Linked DNA regions of Sus scrofa: region 1 is linked to region 2. The links are chromatin contacts, called in public HiChIP or PLAC-seq maps. All regions are on one chromosome and are shown on one strand. Each heading gives the region's core, a stretch centred on a gene start, on an enhancer-like site or on the middle of the called end of the contact. The rest is flanking DNA. Distances are from core to core; before and after follow the strand shown.

What was found. HiChIP or PLAC-seq counts read pairs in DNA pulled down with a chosen protein or histone mark.
Region 1: a contact with region 2 is called in an H3K27ac HiChIP or PLAC-seq map of alveolar macrophages. The contact joins two enhancer-like sites. A contact is called at or near these places in 2 of 2 datasets of contacts at active chromatin or transcription factors (alveolar macrophages and skeletal muscle).

Annotation. Positions count from the first base shown.
Region 1 is chr13:77,971,225-77,976,655 of Sscrofa11.1, forward strand. IL20RB (interleukin-20 receptor subunit beta) reads left to right here. Exons shown (of 6, transcript XM_013982051.2): 4 at 2,948-3,072; 5 at 5,065-5,215. Among named protein-coding and RNA genes, the nearest start is that of IL20RB, 28 kb to the left of the region's middle. Within about 2 kb of position 3,752, at least 21 of the 83 cell types and tissues checked have an H3K27ac peak or open chromatin away from gene starts, as enhancers often do. A contact at or near this core is called in alveolar macrophages, where this site is marked.
Region 2 is chr13:77,781,843-77,787,158 of Sscrofa11.1, forward strand. The region is part of intron 3 of STAG1 (cohesin subunit SA-1); the gene reads right to left. Among named protein-coding and RNA genes, the nearest start is that of SLC35G2, 41 kb to the right of the region's middle. Within about 2 kb of position 3,474, at least 24 of the 83 cell types and tissues checked have an H3K27ac peak or open chromatin away from gene starts, as enhancers often do. A contact at or near this core is called in alveolar macrophages, where this site is marked.

The sequences.
Region 1 (5,431 bases), core at 2,502-5,001, 190 kb after region 2:
GATTGTCCAGGGACAAGACGTGAGGACAAAGAGAACCCAGGAAAAGATTCTAGGAAATCTATATAAAGAGGATGGAGGGAAGGGCACCCACAGGTGCCGGGAGAGGGAGAGGGGCAGGGAGAGGGTCATGGAAGGGAGGATAGGAGAGCTGCTGATAGGTCTGAAGGAGGTCCCTAAATGGGTCCTTGAGAAAGTGGCTTCGTGGAGCAGTGAGCATGTTGGTCAGGCTGCCGGCTGGAGGAGTGAGTGGAGGAGAAAGGCGCAGGGCAGCCCTCCTCTGAGAGGGGTGTGGATGATAATGTGACCGGTTTGGACATGCAGGAAAGGCAAGGGAAAGGCTTGCCTTCGGTGACTGGTTTTCTTGGTGTGGCAGGCAATCCTCTGGTGTGAGGACGTAGGAGGGTTGGGGGCAGCATGTACAGTAATGGAAGGAATCGAAGGTTACTGAGGGGTGTAGAAGGTGGGGGAGCCCACCCTGGAAGGGGCTGAGGAAAGTGAAGATCCATTTGTAGGGGAAGTTGGCCCTCTAGATTCCGACAGTTGTGGTTCTAATCCCAGTTCAGCCACTCGAGTCCTTTTCTGTAAGACGGGCAACAGTTTGCCTCACTGGGTGACTGTGGGCAAGATGAAATGTGTAAATGATCAGGGCAGTGCTGTCTTATCACAGCACTCAGCTATTAGTAAGTATCACTACTATTACCATACTACTATTACTGTTATTATCCTAGGGATGCCAGAGTTAAGAGCCAGAGAGCAGAGGAAGGAGTGAAAAGGTGGGGACTGGCATGGGACCATTGAAGTGGGGTACCAGTAGGAATTTGGGTGCAGAATGTGGGCTCCTCTGCCCAGGTGTCATTCCCTAGGCACTGGGAGGATATGGCAGAAGCAGTGAGATCCCACTGGCAGGCCCTGCGGGAGCCTGTAGGGCACTGGAAGGTGGTGCAGCTTTGCCTCTTCCTGCAATGCCCAGGCAGCATCCAACACCACCTCCTCTGGGTCCTAGAAACACGGAGCTCCAGCTGGGGCTGGCAGCAGGGGTTGGAAAGGAAGGCATGGGGTGCTTGGAGATAAGGAAGTGCCTGCAAAACTACGTGGGTGGGTGTGTGCAGTAGGAACTTGCACTTGAAAAGGCCAGTGTAAACAGGAAAAGGGCTTGCTGCTGGAGAAGCTGAGGAAAGGATTCTCTGTACCTGCACCAAAAGCAGAAGATGTGATCCTGTGTGGTCCCTGTGCCGGTGATGTTGGCTGTAGAGCTGAGATGGAATTGAGATTCTTAAGGGCATTAAGTCTGTAGTTGGTCTTTGAAAAATGCAGAGGTTCTTAACCTCAGTTGCATGAATTCAAGTCACAGGGGAGCTTTAAAACCATTTATCTCTGGGGCCCATCCCCAGAGTCCGATTTAAATGATCCATGTGCATCCTGTTTCTTGGGAGTTAAAAATTCTCCCCAGGTTATTCTCATGTATAGCCAGAGCTGAAATCCACTAATACCAAGGCTCAACACCCCACACAGCAAAGTCTAGAAACATGGAAAGACATGAATTCAAATTCTGGCCATTAACTGTTGTGACTCTGGGAAAATCACTTCTCTAAGGCTCTGTTATGTCATCTGTACAAAAGGAATAGTATTTACCTTCTTAAATCTACTGGATGGATTAAATGAGATAAGGATGTAGAGGACAAAGGACAGAGGCTCAACACTGTCAAGAAAATCCCCTGAACTGAAATGACCTTAGGGCATTTTCTCTAATCCTATTCTCAACAAAGATGGAGATGGAAAGTCCAGTTCTAATCATGTTTGACTTAAAACTGGAGGAATCAAACATCTCTTTTCCTTCTGGGGGTGTTTCAGAGGTAGTCTATTGGTGCTGTGTGCTCTTATGATGGCTCTGAACAGGGTCTGTTTTGCACAGTTGGTCCCTGACTCCCAAGTCCTCCTGTCCCCTATTCAGGCAGCTCTTCAAATGCCAGGAAATGCTTTGTTCTCTGAAAACTCCCTGCAGGAACTGCCTTTCTTTTGAGTGTCCACTGACCCCAAGGCAGGGGGATTTAGCCCAGAACACGCTCCACTCTATTTCCTAAGCCAAGCCCAACAATCAGGGTGGCCCTTCTGGTCCCGCAGTGTCTGGATCTGGGAGGCAAGTCTGGACCCATCATTAGTAGTCAGGGACTAAAGACTCTCTGTTTAGGCCCTTTTGTTCTTGGTCTGCTGATAGAAAAGTATCCGTGGAGGTTGCTGGCCTTTCTGTTTGGGATCTAATTATGTATAAGATGGTGTTTGTGTTTGTGCTGTGATTTCTAGAGCTAATTATTGAAATTTATAAATCCCTCTGATTTTCCAACATATCCTGTTAAGGATATGAGATAAAGAATCCTTGGACCAAGAATGCTGCTGATTTTTTTTTTTTTAATTTTTTTTTTAGGGCCACACCCATGGTGAACGGAAGCTCCCAGGCTAGGGGTTGAATCAGAGCTATAGCTGCCGGTCTACGCCACAGCCGCAGCAACACCAGATCCAAGCCACATCTGTGACCTACACCACAGTTCACAGCAATGCCAGATCCTTAACCCATTGAGTAGGGCCAGGGATCGAACCTGTGTCCTCATGGATTCTAGTCAGGTTCATTATTGCTGAGCCACTACGGGAACTTCTGATTTGCTAATGTTTGATAGTTAGCAACAGCTGGTATATATCACTGATCTATGTTAATTACAGTTAAGTTTTTCTTTTTTTTTTTTCACTTGCTTATCACTCGAAATGTGTTTACTGAGCACCTGCTGAGTACAGGAGAGGACTGGAGTACATGTTTCTTTGTGCTGTGAAACCACATCTAAACCCTCCCCCTCCAATGAGCCTGGCATGTTTCCAGATGACTTGGTCATGGTCTCTGGACAGAAATCAGTCCTGTCTGGGGCTGGCTCTGATTCTCCCCTTGTCTTGCCAACAGCCACTCTCATCCCACCTGGAATGGAGGTCACCAAGGATGGCTTCCACCTGGTTATTAAGCTGGAAGACCTGGGGCCCCAGTTTGAGTTCTTCGTGGCCTACTGGAGGAGGGAGCCTGGTGCCAAGGTGAGACTTCCAGCTTCGGCCTTTGAGTTAGGCTTTAGAGAAGAAGGCACAGACTTCTGAGAGCTGAGTGAGGAAAGCCAGCCCCTGCAACACTAGCTGTCTGGGGTGGCTTGAGGATGAGCAGACCTAATTGTGGGAAAGGAGAGATGAGTGTAGGATGACAAAGCTGGCAGCCTCCTCCTCTAAGACCCACCTTGGTCCAACCTACACCTTGGCTGGGAGCCATCTCAGGCCAGATTTGCTGAGGTATGGGGGCTGCCTCCTTGCCTTAATCTCTGACATTTTTGGATCCACAATACCTTTTCAATGCATTTCTTCTCCTTCATCAGCGTGTCTTCTCAGCCATTCTCCCTGGCGTGTTTAGGGGCAGCAGACCAGGGTGTTCCAGATCAATTGGATGATTTCAAAAGTGTATGGGCTGACACAAGCCTCCTGAGGGTGTGTATCTGGGCAGGGTGCAGAAATCAGGGCAGAGAGCCAGGAGCTGGCTTAGGCACAAAGCTAATTATGCATGGGCGGGCCACCTGGAATGCCTAGCTGGGGCGCTGGCCCCTCCCTGTGGGACAGTGACTGCAGGCTGGGCTGGGTGGAAGGTCAGCTTCCCCAGAGGGTGTGGCCAAACATTGCATAGCCTCAGCCTCAGAAGGTCTAGAGCTTGGACAGATCCGTGGAGGCCCTGTCCCAGCTGATATCACAAGGACTAATACTCCGTGATAAGGGCTCTCACAGACTCTCTGAAGAGGCCCCGAGTCAGGCTGCAGCACAGCCTCCCTTATCCAGCAGTCATTTCTTGCAGAATCCTTGCTTCCCTCTGATGGGTCTTCTCTATTGCACCTCTCCCCAGCTTGTCCTGACCCCTCATCACTCCTTCCTGCATGTGCCTATGGCCGTGCCTTACCAGGCCTGCCTCCCCTTTACCGTGTCCTTTCCTCTTGACCCCTGGTTCTAGCTGCAGGTATTCAGTTTCCCAAGACCAGTTCCCAGGGGAGGAAATCTTCCTGGTCCTGCTTATCTTATCAGGCCAAGCTTAGGGGTTGCTGGTTGCTGGCTGGCCTCTGGTAGACCCTTCTCAGGCCAAGGGTACTCCTCACCTAATGCCTGGGTCTGGTGGACAGGACGTGTGCCCTATGACCTTCTCAATAGGGGTTGTGGGCTAGGTGGCTTTCCCTGGAAGGTGGTATGGACAGGTAGAACAGGCAATAGCAATGGTTTCCAGTATTTACTTCTGCTGTGTTAGGGCCCAAATGGTAGGACCTGGTACTGGAGTCCATCTGGCCAGGCAGATGGAGTCTTGTGGGGGACAGATCAGGACCTAGGATCTAAGTCCCTTGGATTCTCTGGAAGTTACAGGGCATGTACCTTGAGTCACCTGGGCCTTGGCCCAGACAAGCCTCCGCAGGTTCAGGCATGGAGCACAGGCCTCAGGGGGTGGGTAGGGTGGAGGGATGTGCAGATGGGTAGACAGACAGTGGATGCTTGGATGTGTGAGAAGGCATTGCCCACTGACTCCGTTGTTTCTGTGCACTGATCCCCCCTGGCAGCAGTGGCCAAGCCAAGACCCCAGTCAGATTTCTGACATTCAGGTCTTGGTCCAAATATTACCTATCAGAGAGGCCTTCCTTAACCACTGCTCTAGTGCCTCCTCATCACTTTCTACCTGCTTGTCCTGCCTCAGTTTTCTTCACAGCCCTTTTCACTACTGGATGTGTATTGTGTATCATATACAATCTGTGTTCCCCCACGTAAGCTCCAAGAGAGCAGGAAATTTGTTTTGTTCAGCACTGTGTCCTAGTGCCTACAACAGCGCCTGGCACACAGCGGGTGCTAAATAAATAAATAAATAAATAAATAAATAAATAAGAATGAATGAATGAATGAGAGGAACACTCTGTATGCATCCTGGAAAGGAAATATTTGCAGGTTTTCTTCCCTCCTGCTCCCCCTTTCCTGTTCTGCTTTGCTCAGGGTGTAACTGTTGTCTGGTTTCTAAAGGAACACGTCAAGGTGGTGAGGCCTGGGGGTATTCCAATGCACCTGGAAACCATGGAGCCAGGGGCCACATACTGCGTGAAAGCCCGGACATTTGTGAAGGCCATCGGGCGGTACAGTGCCTTCAGCCAGGCAGAGTGTGTCAAGGTGCAAGGTAAGGCCATCTGTTTGCCCCTGGTTCTGAGTCTCCCCTCAGTTTCCCTGACCTGCCCCCTCCACCTCAGGCTGGGTGGTTTCCTGTGGTGAAATTGTGCTGTGTTCTAATTCCCCCTGAAGCGAGTGTCCATCCTGGGGTTGGGTGGGTGTCACTCCGCCGCTGTCCAGCTTTCCAGAACACCTTCCCTGAAAGCTCCTGAGGCCTGAGGCCAGA
Region 2 (5,316 bases), core at 2,224-4,723:
AGACTTGGACTCCATGACCACCGAGTCCCCTCCCAGCTGGGTTAAGCTGGGGTGTGCTGAAGGGAACTAGACACACTGGAGGGAGGACACATTGGTATGCAGAGGAAAGAACACCAACTAGGATTTAGGAGACTAGAGCCTGATTCATTCTTCCATTCACCAGCTGGTGAATGGCACTTGGGCACATTATTCAAACTTGCAGTCTCCAAAAGAAAGTGGAGGTAATACTTTATAACAATACTTCCAAACTTACAACGAGGATTAAACAACAGAATTTATATAAATTACCTACCAGTGTCTGGTGGCCTTTACTTAACTACCTTGTGGGTCTGGTTGGGGCAGAAATTATTTCAAATTCATTTATTCTTCCTTAGGTATCTGAAACTTGGCTGATCTAGACTGGATTTAGTTGGCTGGCTCTGCTTCAAGCAGTGAGTTCAGCTATGTTTGGCTCCTGATTAAAGCTCTGGAGTTCCTGCTGTGGCACAGTGGGTTAAGCATACAGTTTGCCTCTGTAGAGGTGCCGGTTCAGTCCTCAAAGTGGGTTAAGGATCTGGCATTGCTGCAGCTGTGGCATAGATAGACGTTGTGGCTGTGGCTCAGCCTAGGGACTTTTCATATGCTGTGGGTAAGGCAAAAAAAAAAAAAAAAAGAGTAGGGCTCAGAGGTGTTCTCTTGTGGCACAGCTGGTTAAAGATCTCAGGATCTGGCATTATCGCTGCAGTGGCTCAGGTGGCTGCTGTGGAGCAGGTTTGATCACTGGCCCAAGAACTTCCACATGCCACAGGCAGAGCCAAAAAAAGAGGGGTCGGGGGGCTCAGATATGCTTCATATGTGCTCACTCTGGGGCTCTGGCTGATGGGGCAGTAGTCACCTGGGAGCAGTTTTTCACAGCGATAGCAGAGATGCAAGAGGGCATGCCCAATTGCACAGGCAAATCTCAAGCTTTTCTTTGCATAATGTCTGACAGCATCCTTTTAACCATAGCAAATCATGAAGCTTTGCACACAGAAAGGAGAAATACATCCTGCCTCCAATAAGAGGAACTGTAAAGTCACATGGCAAAGGGTATGGATGCAGGCAAAAGTGAAGAACTGGTACCAATAAACCCATCTACCACACTGTCTAAATGTAATACACATCTGTTTAATGAGCCACATAGACGTGATAAGCATTTTGTCTCATATTTCAAACTGGACTGGTCACAGAACAGATAGGCACTTGAGTTAGCTTATATGAAGAATATATTATTGTAAGAGGTCCACGGGCAGTCTGAGAGTAAGAAATAAGTGACATGGGAAATAAGCTGGTGACATGGGGCTGAAACTAGAAAGTCAGGATGTGAAGCTACTCCCCTAGTTCTCACAAAGCTGTATGGCCCCTGCTAATCCCCCCCCCTTTTTTTTTGTATTTGCTTTATTAACCTGTTTCTCTGTGAGGACCAGTTTCTTCATTCTTCCCAAGGTGACTTTTCTGTTATTTTAGCTTCCTACTTGCTGTGGTACTGTCTTTTCCCTCTGCTGACTTAGACTAACATTATATGGTTTTTGCGTTTTTTTGTCTTTTGTTTTGCCACACCTACAGCATGCAGAAATTCCTGGGCCTGGGATTAAACACGCACCACAGCAACGATCCAAATCACTACAGTGACACTGGGTCCTTAACCTCTTGGGCCCAGAGGGACTCCTCTATGGCTTTTAAATTAAAATGTCCGTCGGAGATAATCATTGGGCTTTTCACCTTAGATTAACAAGAGAATTTGGTTGCTTTTGGATTGATTTCCATATATTCTAATAAAATGTAGCCAGGGGAGGTGGGATCCCAGTGTGAACAGGATCTATGCAAGGGATCAGAATGTCCAAGGGGATGTTGACTTGGAGACAAAAATGAATACATTATTTTATAGTCCCAGGAGATCTAGAAAAAAGGAGGAATGTGCCATCCAGAAATATTCTACTAAACTAATTCCCCAAAGGAATTTATGCAAAACCTTACTGACACAGGCTCAAAATCCAGTTTAAGTTCCTGTTTCTCTGACCTCCCAGCACCCTCCACTAGCATCATTCCCTGCTTCTACTTTGCCTCTCTCTTTAAATATTTGTCTGGGACTCAGCTTTTATGCTTTGCCCAACTGGATATCTCCTGTGGCCAAGGCCTCATGCTTGTATGCACAGCTGGTTCTGAGACTCAGTGTCATCAGGACTCTGTCTCTCTACATTTGTCTACACTTGTTTCCTTTCAGTTGACTCTTCCTGAGCTTAAATGGCTGTAGGCGTGCATCCTACTAATTTCACAATGAGCAAAAGGAGAGGTTATTTTCCGATGATTCCAGCAGAATTTCCAGATTCAGTTTCCTCACAGTCTAGGATTAGGCTGGCTGGGACACATGCAGTAGTAGATGCTTCTGGTACTCCATCTATATCCCCTCTATCAGTTGACGCACCTTTCACTTGCTTATCCCTCGTTCCACCACCCACAGCTTAAACCTGTGACCTTGACTAATGAGAGATGCCCTTGACTAATAAAAGCCTGTTAGCCCAAGGATGTCTAGGCGGTTACATTGCCTATGTCTCTAGACCAGTGCCTGACAGGCAAGGAGCTACAAAAAGGCAGCCCCCTTGCCTCCAGGCAGAAACAACTCATGCAATTTGTGTTCCGAAAGCAAGCGTCCCCTTCCCTATATAAAATCAGGCCAAATCTGAGCTTTAAGGGGAAACCAGATCTCTGCTCTGCTCCTTCCTGTTCTGTCTTGCTTCCCTCACTCCCTTATGTGTTTCTCCTAAGAGCATTCCCTTTCTTACATCTGAATCCTTGCCTCAGGCTCTGCTTATAGAGAAACTCATCTAAGACAAATGCACATTTCTGAACCAGTTACTGAATGGTAGTTAAGGGGAGAAATTATGCTAAGGAATAATTAAGGTCACAGGCCCACCTATACCACACAAATCTGAATTCCTGAATAGATTTCATTAAGGACCTGGATTTTTTTGCTGATGTAGCCTCTATGTCCAGAGCAGCACAGAGAAGCCCTACTATAAATATTACTTGAATAAATTAAGAAAAGAGTGAACTGATTATGTGTGTATTGTTTCCTGAGAAAATTGAGAGGGGGAATGACTGTTACCAGAAGGAAGGGGAGTGAATGTAGGAATGTGAAATGATAACTATGCTTTAGAGACAAATGCAGGACTAGGCTTAAAAACCAAAACTTCTTTTAGGCTGCCAAAGGCGAAGTCCCTCTCAATGACCAGATACATGAAGTATTTATGACCCTAAGCAGTCCTTTCAGTTTAGGATTTAAAAAATATGCTAGGAAATATGTTTGTTGCTTACTTGCCATCTGGCGAGTAATGGAATAACTTCAAGTAGATAATAAGAATCTGCTTTTTGTTTAACAGAGGAATTGCAGAGAGCAGTAACTGAATCCTGGAAACAGGTTTCTTGCTGAGTCATTCACCCTTGCTCAAGACAAGCTTTCACTTTGCATTGAATTTTAATGTGATGTTTCCTCATCGTCCCCTCCCCCTCTCCTGTAGTCAGCTAGTCGGTAATTTCTCTGTGGCTGGAGTAGAACTGCCCTCCCAGAAGGGTCAGGCAAACTCTACTGAGATATTTCCAGGGACCCCCATGCCTTTTTACTTCCCAGGACCCATTTATGATCTTTTCTCCAAAGACTCACATATATGAAAGACCTCTTTGCAAAACAAAACATGCATCTGGAAGAAAAATCCATTTGTTCTCTCAAAATGTATTAATTGTACCAAGCATGCTGACACAATTCCAGCCTAAACTCAAGCAATTTTGAGTTAGTTTATTTTACTTGCCATAGTAAGAGTGGGATCTCCATCGAGCTTTTGAAACAGTGAAAATATTGGAAGTCGATGAGTAGTCTTTCAGGGAGATATATGTTTGGATATACCACACTAGGTCAGATGGGAGCAAGTCAAGTCAGAGAGAGCCATCTGTTTTGGTATTCCAAGAGAGAGATTTGTTAATTAAAAAATGCATCAAGGAGTTCCTGTTGTGGGGCATCAGAAACGAATCTGACTAGGAACCATGAGGTTGTGGGTTCAATCCCTGGCCTCACTCAGTGATTAAGGATCTGGTGTTGCTGAGAGCTGTGGTGTAGGTTGCAGACGCGGCTCGGATCTGCCATTGCTGTGGCTGTGGCTGTGGCCAACAGCTGTAGCTCTGATTGGACTCCTAGCCTGGAAACCTCCATATGCCATGGGTGAGGCCCTAAAAAGCAAAAAAGCCCAAAAAACCTGACCCTCCATAGGTCTGGCTTCACTGTTTCAAGGGGGAATCCCTACTGCGGAGACTGGAACTAACAAGGTTGTCAGAGCCACTGTCCTCGAATTTCACCTAAACTATTTCTGTAACCAGGTGACAGGTGTTAGGATCCTGGATCACAGGAGTTAGGGCCTTCATGATTAGGCCCTCAGAGCCATGGACAATGGGCAGTCCATATGTGTTGGTCCATAAATTTTTAAAAGTTATCATTGATATGAATTAGCCACCCACTCAATATTAGTAGGGCTGAATTATTATTTTCATGGGCCCTGGCATTTTGAATTTATGGGCCCTTTCCCCTACAAAAAAAATATTAAAAACTGGAGTTCCCTGATGGCCTAGTGGTTAAAGATTTGGTTAAAGATTTTGCTGCAGTTTGAGTTTGATCCCTGGCCCAGGAGCTTTTTTGGCATGGCCAAAAAAGTTTAAAATCATATTTCATGACTATGTTAGTATCAAGATGAATGCAATCCAGTCTGCAGTCTCTTTTTTTATTGTGTTAAAATATGCCTAACATAAAATTTACCATTTTAAGTGTATAGTTCACTGGCATTACTTATGCAAAATTTGTTTGTATATATTCATTGTATTTATTTTATCCTGATTTATTATTATTATCATTTTATTATTATTTTGCTTTTTAGGGCCACACCTGTAGCATATGGAAATTCCCAGGCTGGGAATCTAATCAGAGCTACAGCTTCCAGCCTACACCACAGCCACAGCAATGGGGGGATCCGAGCCGTGTCTTCGACCTACACCACAGCTCATGGAAATGCCGGATCCTTAACCCACTGAGGAGGCCAGGGATTGAACCCGCATCCTCATGGTTCCTAGTCAGGTCTGTTAACCACTGAGCCATGAAGGGAACTCCTATTCCAATTTTTAAAGAAATTAAAATGGAAATATTTTATGGACCCTTTAAAGTATCATGGACCCTCCATGCTGTGCCTAATGGATAACTTGGCTCTGACTAGGAGATGGCAAAAAAGGGCAAGAAAGCAAAACTGAAATGTACTCAAA